Regions from separate parts of the Gossypium hirsutum genome. Here region 1 is linked to region 2. A link is a contact called in public Hi-C data. All regions are on one chromosome and are shown on one strand. The core of a region is the stretch at or near the end of the contact, and the rest is flanking DNA. Distances in the headings are between cores, read along the strand shown. Region 1 holds the start of LOC107897926. Region 2 holds the start of LOC107897924.

Region 1 (5,870 bases), core at 3,220-5,719, 210 kb before region 2:
ATCCAAATCCACTTTGCAGGAAAGTGGAAAATTGGGTGGCTTAAACGCCTTCAGCTAACACCATATATGCTTCCATGCTACGTTTACTCTAATTTCTTATCCAATTCCTCACCTACTCCTCAAAGCCTTGTTGCCTAATTCATAAATATTCCATTTACGAATGGAGCTTAAATCGAAAACAAATTGAAGCTACAATTCAGTCAATAATGGACAATTACGGTCCCTACGACAGTTGTCTTCATGCATCGCTCCAACGGTTCAACATAACATTCCTTGCATTTCTCTCTTGCCCTCTTCATATCATATCCTTCAATAGCTACTAGTCTATAAAGTAAGCATTAAGTTATATATTAGTTCAAATTATGTTAATTAGATAAATTTAGTATTTGTATTTTAATTTAATCAATTTTAATCTCTGTACTTTCTAAACTGGTCAATCAAATTTTGATATTTTTGTATTGACTAAATGCTGCTAGTAAGGTTAAATTTCGCTATTAATCATGTATTTTATATAAAGTTATAGATCTAGTTCACGTTCTCCAACTGGATTCATAGTCACTATAATTTTCGAATTTCGAAATTTTAATCTTAATGCAAACAATAGTATTTAAATCTACAAATTGTGTTTTAATAATATGTAGAAATAGTAAGTTGACATGACATTACACATGCAATAATATGTTTGTAGCATCAAATTTTGAAAAATAGCTACCATTTGATTAGAAGTAAAATTTTAAATTTCTAAAATTACAAAGATATTAAAGTATATGGACTAAATCCATAATTTAACATAATAATACCATTGCAGGTAGCAATGGCAGGAAGGGATGTTTATAAATGAAATAGCCATGTGTACGATCCCTTTGAAAAACCAACATATGTATGGTACTGCATGCGGGATTGGTGATGATGGATGATGGCATGGTCAAAATTGCCAACTTAATTAATAATGCTGGTGATGTGGTTACCTTGTCTATTTTCCGATTTAATGCCTCAAACGAGCCACAACATTTGTTTTGCGTCTTAACCTTCATTTTTTTCCATTTTCAATCTGGTGGTTGGTAATCAGTTGGTTTACAATTGACAATTGCTATTAAGATTCCCTTTTTCTTTTCTTTTAAAAATGGGCTGAATTTTGCAATTCCATTGACTGAAATTACAACTCGGTAAGCTACATTTTACCTGATTTTTTTACTTAATTTTAGGGTATGACATATGAATCAATTACCAATCATGGCATGCCCACACATACATTATGGCGTTATGAGAAAGACAATGCTAAGGTGAATGAAGGACCATGTGGCATTGCACAAATATGATGTTTATTATTTATTTCGAAACCCCACAATATTTCAAACCAAATATATTAAAAACTCTACAAAATGTACTTAAATATTCTTGAGATAGGTGAGTCATGTTAGTGAAATTCGATGCATTCATAAATAGTATTTGAAATATTGGGAAGTTAAGTTTAGATATTTAAAGAGATGCCAGTAGAGTAGTAGACTGCATCGCTAAAACAAATGGTGGTATAATGAACCAATTGATTATCTTTAAGGGACCTCTTAGATATGAAAGAAATTTTTTAGAGGATGACATTCGACAATCATTACTGGTCACAGATAAATTATATTAATTTCAAATCTTTCTATTTATCAATATATATATTCTTGAGATACTAAAATAAAGATGAAAAATGAGATCGATTATAAATTGTAATTTCTTCAAAGGGATTATGATATTTTGACTAAAAGGATAACCATTATGCACATCTTAATTCAATTGCCACTTTAAAAACAAAAAGTGGATTCAACATCAAATTTTATGCAAAAAAGCAAAATATAGTTCACTCTTAACATTATGTTGTCTCTTGCTAAACCTTCATCTTTTATTATATGGTGAGAGAGTGAGGTGTCCACAAAAACTAGATTTCTTTTCCTTCTTAAAATGTGAACACAATTCTCCAAGAATGAAGCTACAAGTGTAAAACAGATCATGTCAGCTCTCACATCAATATTCCCAACTTCAAATTCTAGTCAATATAAAAATAAAACCCAACCAAAAAAATATATCAAAGAATATGTGGGAAATGGAGAGGCTATACACATTTCTGAATGTTTGATCACTTCCAAAATAACATAGAAAGTAACGTTTATACAGTGAAATTGATTAATCAAAATAATTAATTTATCTTTTAATATTTATTAATTTAAATTTTACTGTTATTTTAAATAAAAATATTGTTTACAACATTAAATTTTTAGTAATTTTGACGTCACAATTTACATGATAATCTATGTGTACTACTAATATGATATTGTTTGTTTTATATATCATGCCAACAAATAATTATAAAAATATAAAATATACATTGTATTAACATGTTTTAAAAAATTAATATTCTAATAAATATTTCCATTAAACAACTCTTTTTGAAGCTAAATTTAATTAAATAATAATAAAGATAAAATTAACAAAAGATGTAAACATTAAAAAATATTAAATTTATAAGATTAAAGCAATCTTCTTTTTATGAAATAAATATCATGGCGTCGATCAAAGTAATATTCTCTATTTTCTTTTTAAAAACAATCTAGGATTAATATTTTATTATTTAATTATAAAATAAAATTTAATTAATTGTTATTAACAGCATTAAATAATAAATATTAGAGACAGCTAAACACGTTTCGTTTAAAAGCCGTGTGCCCCAAAACTCTATGGTGGTCCATATGATGAATGGAATAATTTATAATAATATAATATAACTTGATGAGAATATCATTTATTTATTTTATCATACTACTAAATTTATATTTAAAATATTTATAATTTAATTTAAAATTATTAATTATAATTTTATTTAAAAGTAAATTATGATAAATTTATTAAGTCTAAGAGTTATTATCAATAAGTTAAAATAATTAATAATAATGGTTAAAATATTATTTTAAAAATTCTAAATTATTTTTAATTTTTTATAAGTAAACTTTTTTTATTTCCATATTTATTAACATAATAAAATAAAGTTATAACTTGAATAGAAGTTTAAGTATATATAAACAAGTTGATTTTGTCTTATAATTATTACTTATTTAGTTTTAGAGTTATATATATATATTGAATTTGAATTTGAATTTGAATCAATAAATAACATTCATTACTAGCATCAGCATCTCAAAATTAAATATTCAAACAACAATGATACCGAAGATAAATATGTAAGATTATTTTAATTAACTCTTTTTTATAAATTGTTTATTATGTGCGAAACAAGTACTTTTTTATATTTTCTTTTTATTATACATGAAATTGTAAACATATGTGATAGATTTTTTTTAAAAAATGTAAAAAGGATTTACCATATAAGATCTCAATAAATTTTTTAATCACTATCATTAAATGTGTTTATTAGTTTAATGTAAATAGATTTCATATCCAATCAATTTAATGTAAACATCTTTCGTACTTATGATGAACAATTATTATAATAAATGTATGTTATTTTATTTTATTTTAATATTACAATTTACTTTCTACTATATTATTTTCAATTTTTTATTTATAAAAATATTAATTTATATATTATGTATTATTTATTTTTAATTTATAAAAAAATCATATAGGATTGAAAAAGAGTAGAATAGAAATGGCAAAGGTTTTGGTATGTCTGTGGCCTTTTCTTGTTTGTTGGTTTTGGCTTTTGTACAAAAATAAGAATCTCTTAATAATATTTTAATGGGTATGAAGTGGACTCTCTTAAGCATAATATATAATGGAGTACACCCTGTGGTGGTTTAACAAATTTAATCAGCACATGCTTTCCTTTTTTTGGTCTTTACAAATATATATATTTCTTTTGCTACAAATATTTTTTAAAGAGGTAAACAGTTGATTAAGTAAATATTTGTTGGTGATGTGTAATGTTATAATGGGTAGGGCAGTTAGGTTGGGTAAATTTTAATGTATTCAAATAAATTTGAAAAATGTCACAAGATTATTGCAAAGGTCAAAAACTTAAAATGCATTTGATCAACTTTGAAAGCATTTATTAAGGTTGATTGTGCAGAGTCTATTTTTCAAAAAGAGAAACATTCTCTGTTCATTTTGTTAAAAGGGCAAAGGAGTCATATTAAAGAAATTTACCAACATAGGAATTAGAAGGTATGGCAGCGAGCCCATAAATTATTATTATTATTCATCAAAATCAAACTAAATCATCCAACAAATATTTTGGAGTAAAATAGGATAACTTGCTCAAGAATAAAAATAATGCCCAAAAGCAAAGCAAAACAACTGACTCAGCAAAAAGCATCCTTTAATCAACTTATAATAAAAGGAAATTTAATATGAAAAAGCAACTTCAGGCTTCACAGCTTCACCTTCAAGTTCAATTAGAAGGGTATTTCGGTAAAAATAAAAAAAGATACAGACAATATATAAAGGGACCTACCAAGTTGTATAAAACATAAATAAATCATATTTTTTCCCTAACCGTAAGGTTAGCTTCATGTACTACATTGCATCAACCTCTTACTATTGCAATTAACTCTCTTTTATCTTCCCCTCTCTCTCTCTCTCACACACACATTCAAAAACATTCTTAAGAATATTGAACCCCCAAAGAAACACAGAGAAGGGAAAATAAAAATAAAAATAAAAATACATAATGTTTTGTTTCAGATCAAACCCTTATGCATTGTTTTTTCTTTTCTTTTTTTCTTTGTTTCTTTTTGGACATGAAACAGGTTCTCAAGCTTTAAATGTCCAGACTTTGAATATTTCAGGTACTGATTATTATTATTTCAATGAAAGTTTTGGTTTTTATTTCTGGGTTTTTTTTTAAATCAATTTTTTATAGGGTATTGTAGAAGTTTTGTGTTTGGGGAGAGAGAGCAGAGTGAAGTGTTAGCATGGAGGAAGACAGAAAGGAGGAACCTTGCAGAGGGAAGTGAAGGAGACAACAACTCGTCTTTGATTTTGGCTGAAAAAAGGACTTACAGGAGAGACCCTCTTAATGACTTTCACAAGTACACTGGTGGCTGGAATATCAGCAATGAACACTACTGGGCTGTCAGTTTCTTCCCTTGTTCACTTTTTTTGATAAATTGATGCATGCAGCCTGGAATCATGAATTTTATATGTTGTTGGCTGGTTTGCTTGTGTTTGGTGTATGCAGGCCTTTAATTTCCACAGTTTTATCTGATATTCGTATGATTTTTCCTAGAAATTTCCTACCTTTATGTGTTTGTAATTGGTTTTGATGCTTATTAAGAACACTTTATTCTCTGTAATCCTGTTTTTCCCTTAGGTTCTTCCCTGATCATTGATTCGGTTCTGTTTTCTTTTTTCTGTTATGTCAATCTCAATGAATCAAATTATCTTGCCAGTCGCTGGTACTTAGAAAACTTATAAAGTTTTCATGTCTGATAATGCAGTCTGTGGGTTTTACGGCGGCTCCTTTCTTTGTCATTGCTGCAGTCTGGTTTGTGATATTCGCACTATGCTTGTTCATCATATGCATCCGTCATTGCTGCTGTCAACTAAATTCTTATGGCTACTCTCGGACAGCTTATGCGCTATCCCTTATTTTCCTCATACTCTTCACGATTGCTGCAATGTACCAACACTCTTTTCGTGCTGAACTTTTGAGATATGTATGTTTTGAGTAACCGTAAAATTGCTCACTCCATATATAACTTCATATTACAGTGCCGGGTGTGTCGTGCTGTACACTGGTCAGGGAAAATTTCATGGCAGTACAACAGACACACTGGATTATGCGGTTAGTAAGGCAGATCTCACTGCTGAAAACCTCAGGAATGTGTCAGATTATCTTTCTGCAGCTAAGAAAATTAGCGTGGATTCAG
Region 2 (6,042 bases), core at 2,791-5,290:
TTTTGGGTAAGCGCCGCTAAAGAACACGGCCTATAGTGGCGTTTTTCGTATAAGCGCCGTTAAAGACCATGGTCTATAGTGGCGTTTTTTGGCTAAGCGCCGCTAAAGACCATGGTCTATAGTGGCATTTTTTGTCTAAGCGCCGCTAAAGACCATGGTCTATAGTGGCGTTTTTTGTCCAATCGCCGCTAAAGAACACGGTCTATAGTTGCGTTTTTTGTCCAAGCGCCGCTAAAGACCATGATCTATAGTGGCGTTTTATGTACAAACGCCGCTAAAAGACCATGATCTATAGTGGCGTTTTTTGTATAGCGCCGCGAAAGACTATGGTCTATAGCGACGTTTTTTGTGTAAGCGCCGCTAAAGACCATAGTCTATTGCGGCGCTTAAAGAGAAACGCCGCAAAAGGTGTTCATCTTTAGCGGCATTTATTATAAAAGCGCCGCTAAAGTTAGCGACGCAGTCAGTAGCGGCATTTTTTGCGGCGCTTCAGTATTTGCGGCGCTAAAAAACGCCGCTATAGCCCTAAAAAAGTGTCGCTAAAGGCCTGTTTTGGTGTAGTGGCCCTTTATTGTGCTTATGTTGGGAAATATAAACTTGTACTTCTGTTATTTTTCCTTCTCACTATTAGAAGTGATGTAGCATATTAGTATACTACAAGCTCTTCTATACGTCATATTGATAGGATTATCATTGATTTTGCTGATGATGTTTATTACTAATATGAAAGAAGTGTCTACTTGAACGCGTTATTAGTTTAGGAACAGCTTTGTAAATTTTGTCGAGATATTAGGCGTATAGGATTATCTACCTTTGAGTTACAAAGTATATATAAAAAAAATGTTTATGACCTGTTATCTACTATCATATCCTATAGAGTAAAGCTTCATTGAAGGACTTTTGAACTCATATATATTCCTAGGCAATCGTTGTCCATATATTCCTAGGCTAGATTGAAGGACTTTTGATCACATATATAAACAGTGAACTTGCATACGGTTTGCAAACACATTTATTTTATTTTTCAACAATTTAAAAAAAATAAATTAAAATAAATCATAAATCATAATATAAACTATCAAGATTCTAAAAAAAAAATTATTTTTTATTTTTATTTTTTCAATCATAATATTTTTGAAAGGTTAGAAATTTTGCAACAAGTTTTTAATAAATAAGTGCAATACGTTTTTAATTAATATATACAACCAAATTCATGTATTGCACATGATAACAAACTAGTTTAAATATATATGAAACTAGATCCCATACGCATATCCTCTACCTGATCTTTTTGTGTTGTATCATTGTCTTAAGTTTAACTCAATTGAAGAGTGAGACCTTAGATACATACCCAAATCTGACACCTCTGCTTGAATTTGAGTAACATAGCTTACAAATATGCTTGGGCTTTATTGGTTGGGTCTTACACTAAGATTGTTTGGGACGGAGTGTGGAAGGGATATTTTGGAAGACTACTTTTGCAGCACATCTTAGGCTACCTATGTTTTTTTTCTTTTTGACATAAAGGAGGCTGCAGCTTAGAGATAAGAAATGGGGTTGCTGATATAACCCAAACTTACTGACACCGTATTGTATGAATCAATTGAGCTAAGCTTAGGTATTTCTATTTTTACTTTAGCAAGTTTTTGCTTCACAAACTTTATTTAATGCAGTTCATGTTTAGATGCCTGTCTATTTACTCATAAACACATCCATGCTATAGAATTAGTCTAGAATTGCGTTGATGAGTAGTTGATAACTTGATAATGGGGGCATATTACCATTGTTAATAAATGGCTTTGCAAGTAGGTCTGTATTGTGATTATGGAGGATGCTAATGCAAGCTGGAATTATTAAATACTTTTAAACCCAATGCAGTAATGGCTCTTCTTTTTCTAATTGATTTTGTACATGAAGTATTATATTTTGCATTGAACCATTAGGTTCCAAACACAAAATGCCATAAAACTATCTTCATTTTGCCTGAAAACAGAACGGAAATAGCTAGTATATCTTCATCAATTTACTTAGACCAAATCAAATTTTTATCAGATACATCTTTTCCCGACTTCTTATTCTAATAGCTCCTTCAACTTGGATTGTAATATGGACTCATAAAGGAACTACCAAAGGCAAATGCAATAAAACTCCAAATCCCAACTGTTCTACAACTTTTCAACAGGCTTTTGATCAGCTTTTGCCAAGTTCTATCAAAACTCTGGATCCTTGCAAAACAAGCAAACGTGTAGCCTTTAACCATGCTTTTTATATGTGCCAGTAGGCTGTGGCCCCTTTGTTTAAATGAACAGACAGAAAGTTATATTTGTATTTATAGACAAGAATTTAAAGAATGTAGATGCCGAGAGTTACCAACATTTAGTTAAATTGAATAAGAGAGGTTGGTAATGATCGCAACTTTTGAGACACTTGCAGGCAGATGAAATATAACACTATTGTTTTACAGAGCAGCTAAATCAAACTTGTTTGCTACTTGTGAAGCAGCTAGTTAATGTCTGCACCTCAAAACTTTACTTTCAAGCAACATAGAACAGCGTTCTTACACTACTGAAAATATGGAAATCACCTAGAAGAATCTGGTTCCTTGTATTACTGCTCATTTTCATACCATTGCTCAGGATATCAGCAAATGAAACTAAGAATAGTTGGTTCAGGAACTTGTTCCCAAACAGTTGCAAACTCAGAAATTAGAAGAAAGCTCACAGCACACAATCTATGGTTTATTTTTCTTTTTTCATTACAAGGACATGAAGGTTTCCAAAATGAAGGATTTTACAACTCAAAAACATCCTACCAAACCATAAATTTCGAAAATTTAGCTGAAATGAACTCAAAATGAGTATAAAACTATGAGATGCGTGTTGATGATAAATAAAACCGTCCAACACGACTTTAGTATACTAATTTTGGGACACCCTAACCTTATATCAGAATCAGGTTCAGATGCAAAGGCATATAGGGAAGCCCCTCTGAGTGGAAGGAAACATCTGAATGACATGTATCTTACCTTTCCACTGAAAACTATGAAAGACATGTCGTGAAGTCAAGTGGGTTTCATGTCCTGAAACATTGCAGCCCATAATGTCTGATCACCATAGTCCCTGCCTGTCTTTTCCTTGTAGTAGTCACCATGAATCTTTGGGCTTGGAGGTCTTACATAAGTAAGAGGTGCTGATAGTTTTGGGCTCCTATTTGTTGTGAGAATCAACCTCTCTTGTGCAATTGCAATATCAATAGGACCAGATGTCACAGGGCTCTTATAGTTGAACACCAGATTCTCCTGCATTTTTCTGTCTAGTGGCCCTGACAATTTTAGGCTCCTAGGAGGGGCAAGCAACTTCTCTTGTACTCTACAATCCAGGGGGCCAGATTTTGCTATCTTCCTGGTTCTCCGCACTGGCTGCTCAATGTTCACCTCCTTCTCACTGTTGCACTTCCTTGTCAATCCTCCTCTCCACTGATCTCGATAACGACCCGGCTCCGGCAGCAGCTTAATCGAGTTATTCTCATGGTGAACCAACTTGTTAACATACTTGTTAAAGCTCTTTCTGGTTTTGTTGATTGCCAAAATGAGCTTGGACAGGCTATTAGGGGTTTCTCCAACTTCCTTCCTAGCAAGCTTGAGAATCTCAAGCCTATGCTTGGCAACTGATATGCCCATGCTCTGAAGAAACTCATGATTGAAGTAGGCTAAATCCTCTTTTTGAAGCTCATTACGGGAGAAGGCAAGGCCATAGTCATAGATAAGTGAGGGCTCAAGGGCAGTTTTTGACAACCAAGAGTACCAATCCATGGCAATGGAGCTTGGCTTATGCCATAGGACGCTGAAAAGATTGGAGGTTTGCGGTGTTGTAATGGTTTCACGTGGGTGGTCCAACCCTCCAAGGGGGTATATATAAAAAAGAGATAAGAAAGGTGAAAGAGTAAATAAATGTGGTGGGTGTATAGGGATTGTGAACTCTCTCTCTCTCTCTCTGGTTGCTCTAATAGAAATTTGAGAATGACACCAAATGAAATAGTGAAATATAAATGTCTTTAGGAACTTACCCACCTTGTTTTTTTATTTTTGTTTTTTTATTGTAGGGTTCCTTTGGGCATTACAATAAACTTTTTCTCCTTTTTCTAGGTCTGGATTACAGGTGCATATTGGCGTTAAGCTTAAGGCGCTGGCAAAAAGGACTTAATGATGTAGGCTAGGCTGACCTTTTTCCCATAAACATGATAGGGAATGGTTGCTTAAATATGGCCCATAACTTTCAACCAACAGCCTCTTTATCTCAGAATTTAATCTTTGCTATGCCTACCTAATTTGCCTGTTTCAGTTAACACACTGATTCATTTGGAAGAACCGTACGTTCACAAAAATTTTAGATTTCTTGTGATGAAATTTTAGTTCGACGCTATTAAAAGATGTAACTGTGATTTATTGATATTTGGTCACTGTTATGAGCAATGGTTAGTGTAGAGCTTAAAAGCTATTGATATTTGGTCACTGTTATGAGCAATGGTTAGTGTAGAGCTTAAAAGCTACAAGGACCAACAAAAATGGTGACATTGAAGGTTATTTAATTCAATAACCTACCCAAAAATGATGAGCCAATCATAAACAGTTAAAAATCATATATATTGTATCTGGGATCTGTGGGAAAACATGTTTTTAGTGAGCAGGTATGTATGAATTTCGGTGAAAAGGACCTAAAATTCAGATAGAGGTTTGAAAAAGGATATCCTTAAGCATATGAAACACAACAGCTTTAACCCGAATATAGGAATATACACTTAACATGAATATAGTCAATTTATAACTTAATGCATGCTGAACGCAATTATTAGTATTTTGGTTGAATTAATCAAATTTGGGTAGTGGACCGAATAAAGCATTTCAAAATAATAAAGAGGCAGCTAAGAAAGCAGTATTTATGGAGGAGAAATGCAAGGGTGGGTAAAGCGTATCAAATTTTATGTCTCCATCTGTTTCTTTTAGACTGCTTTGGGGTGCACTGAATTTAAATTATAAAAAGTTCTAATTCACTTTTTTTTCTTTTTTTTTATGAAACAAGGTTTTTAAATTCTGATTAATAGTCCAACTGGTTATACCATTAATTTTTAATTTAATTAGTTTGCCTAATATAATTGAATAAATTATCTAAAAAATTATAATTTTTAAAAAATAAAACATATTGATTCAACTCTTTATTTTGAATTGATTGATTTCTAATCCAATCGACCCGACTAATCGGTCTTTTTAAAAACAATATATAGATATTAAAATTGCCTTAAGGTTCAACGAAGTTAATGCTGTATCATTTCTTTAATGAGATCTTTAGGTATCATTGTTCAAATTTGGAATTGAATCAAACAAAATTTTCCCAACACTAATTTTTTTCAACTCCAACCTCAAACTTTAGAATTCAATCAAGCAGACACTGGTGTTAGCGCTCTTCATTTGCCTCTGTCCTTTTCTGGAAAAGAAAAGAGTTTGTGCGGACTGCTGAAAGAAGGAAAAAAGAAAAAGAAAAATCACCAATTTCATTTAAATATAGCATTTATGTTTTCCTTTTTTGACACCATTATCAAGAAAAATCTTCACTTTTTTTCCCGCGTTTCTTAATTAGCAAATGTATCAATTGTTAATTGAAAGGTAGATAGTGAAACATATAAAACGATAATAATTTGCGATAATTTAATTTTGCAAAATTACTTGTGCTATTGGAGGAGCCGAAAGCATTGTACAATGACATTATATAATATAGTTTCATCAAAATAAAGAAACTAAAGGGTTGCCATTCAGCAAATTAACTCTCAATTTTGGAATTGATAGTCCCTAGAAAAAGCAAAAGCTTTGTCCATGCTGCATTATTTAATTTATTTATATATTGATTTGATTTAGAATATTGAAATTTCAGAAGTCAATATGTTGAGGATTTAGATATACCTAACATGATCTTAGCAAACTATAGACCTGACCTATTTTCTTTATAAAAGATAATGAGGTATATCTAACCCATTTATGGTTTAATGTTA

What was found. A called contact is a pair of places that touch in the nucleus more often than the background predicts.
Region 1: a contact with region 2 is called in a Hi-C map of leaf, with 2.5 times the contacts expected there. The contact joins the promoter of LOC107897926 here to the promoter of LOC107897924 in region 2. A contact is called at or near these places in 9 of 34 Hi-C or Micro-C datasets (callus and leaf).

What each region holds. Positions count from the first base shown.
Region 1 is chrD08:24,998,667-25,004,536 of Gossypium_hirsutum_v2.1, reverse strand. It overlaps LOC107897926, which reads left to right and starts at 4,469. Exons shown (of 9, transcript XM_016823533.2): 1 at 4,469-4,787; 2 at 4,862-5,073; 3 at 5,439-5,620; 4 at 5,713-5,870. The coding sequence starts at 4,670.
Region 2 is chrD08:24,789,731-24,795,772 of Gossypium_hirsutum_v2.1, reverse strand. It overlaps LOC107897924, which reads right to left and starts at 4,040. Exons shown (of 1, transcript XM_016823531.2): 1 at 2,706-4,040. The coding sequence starts at 3,811. The coding sequence ends at 3,062.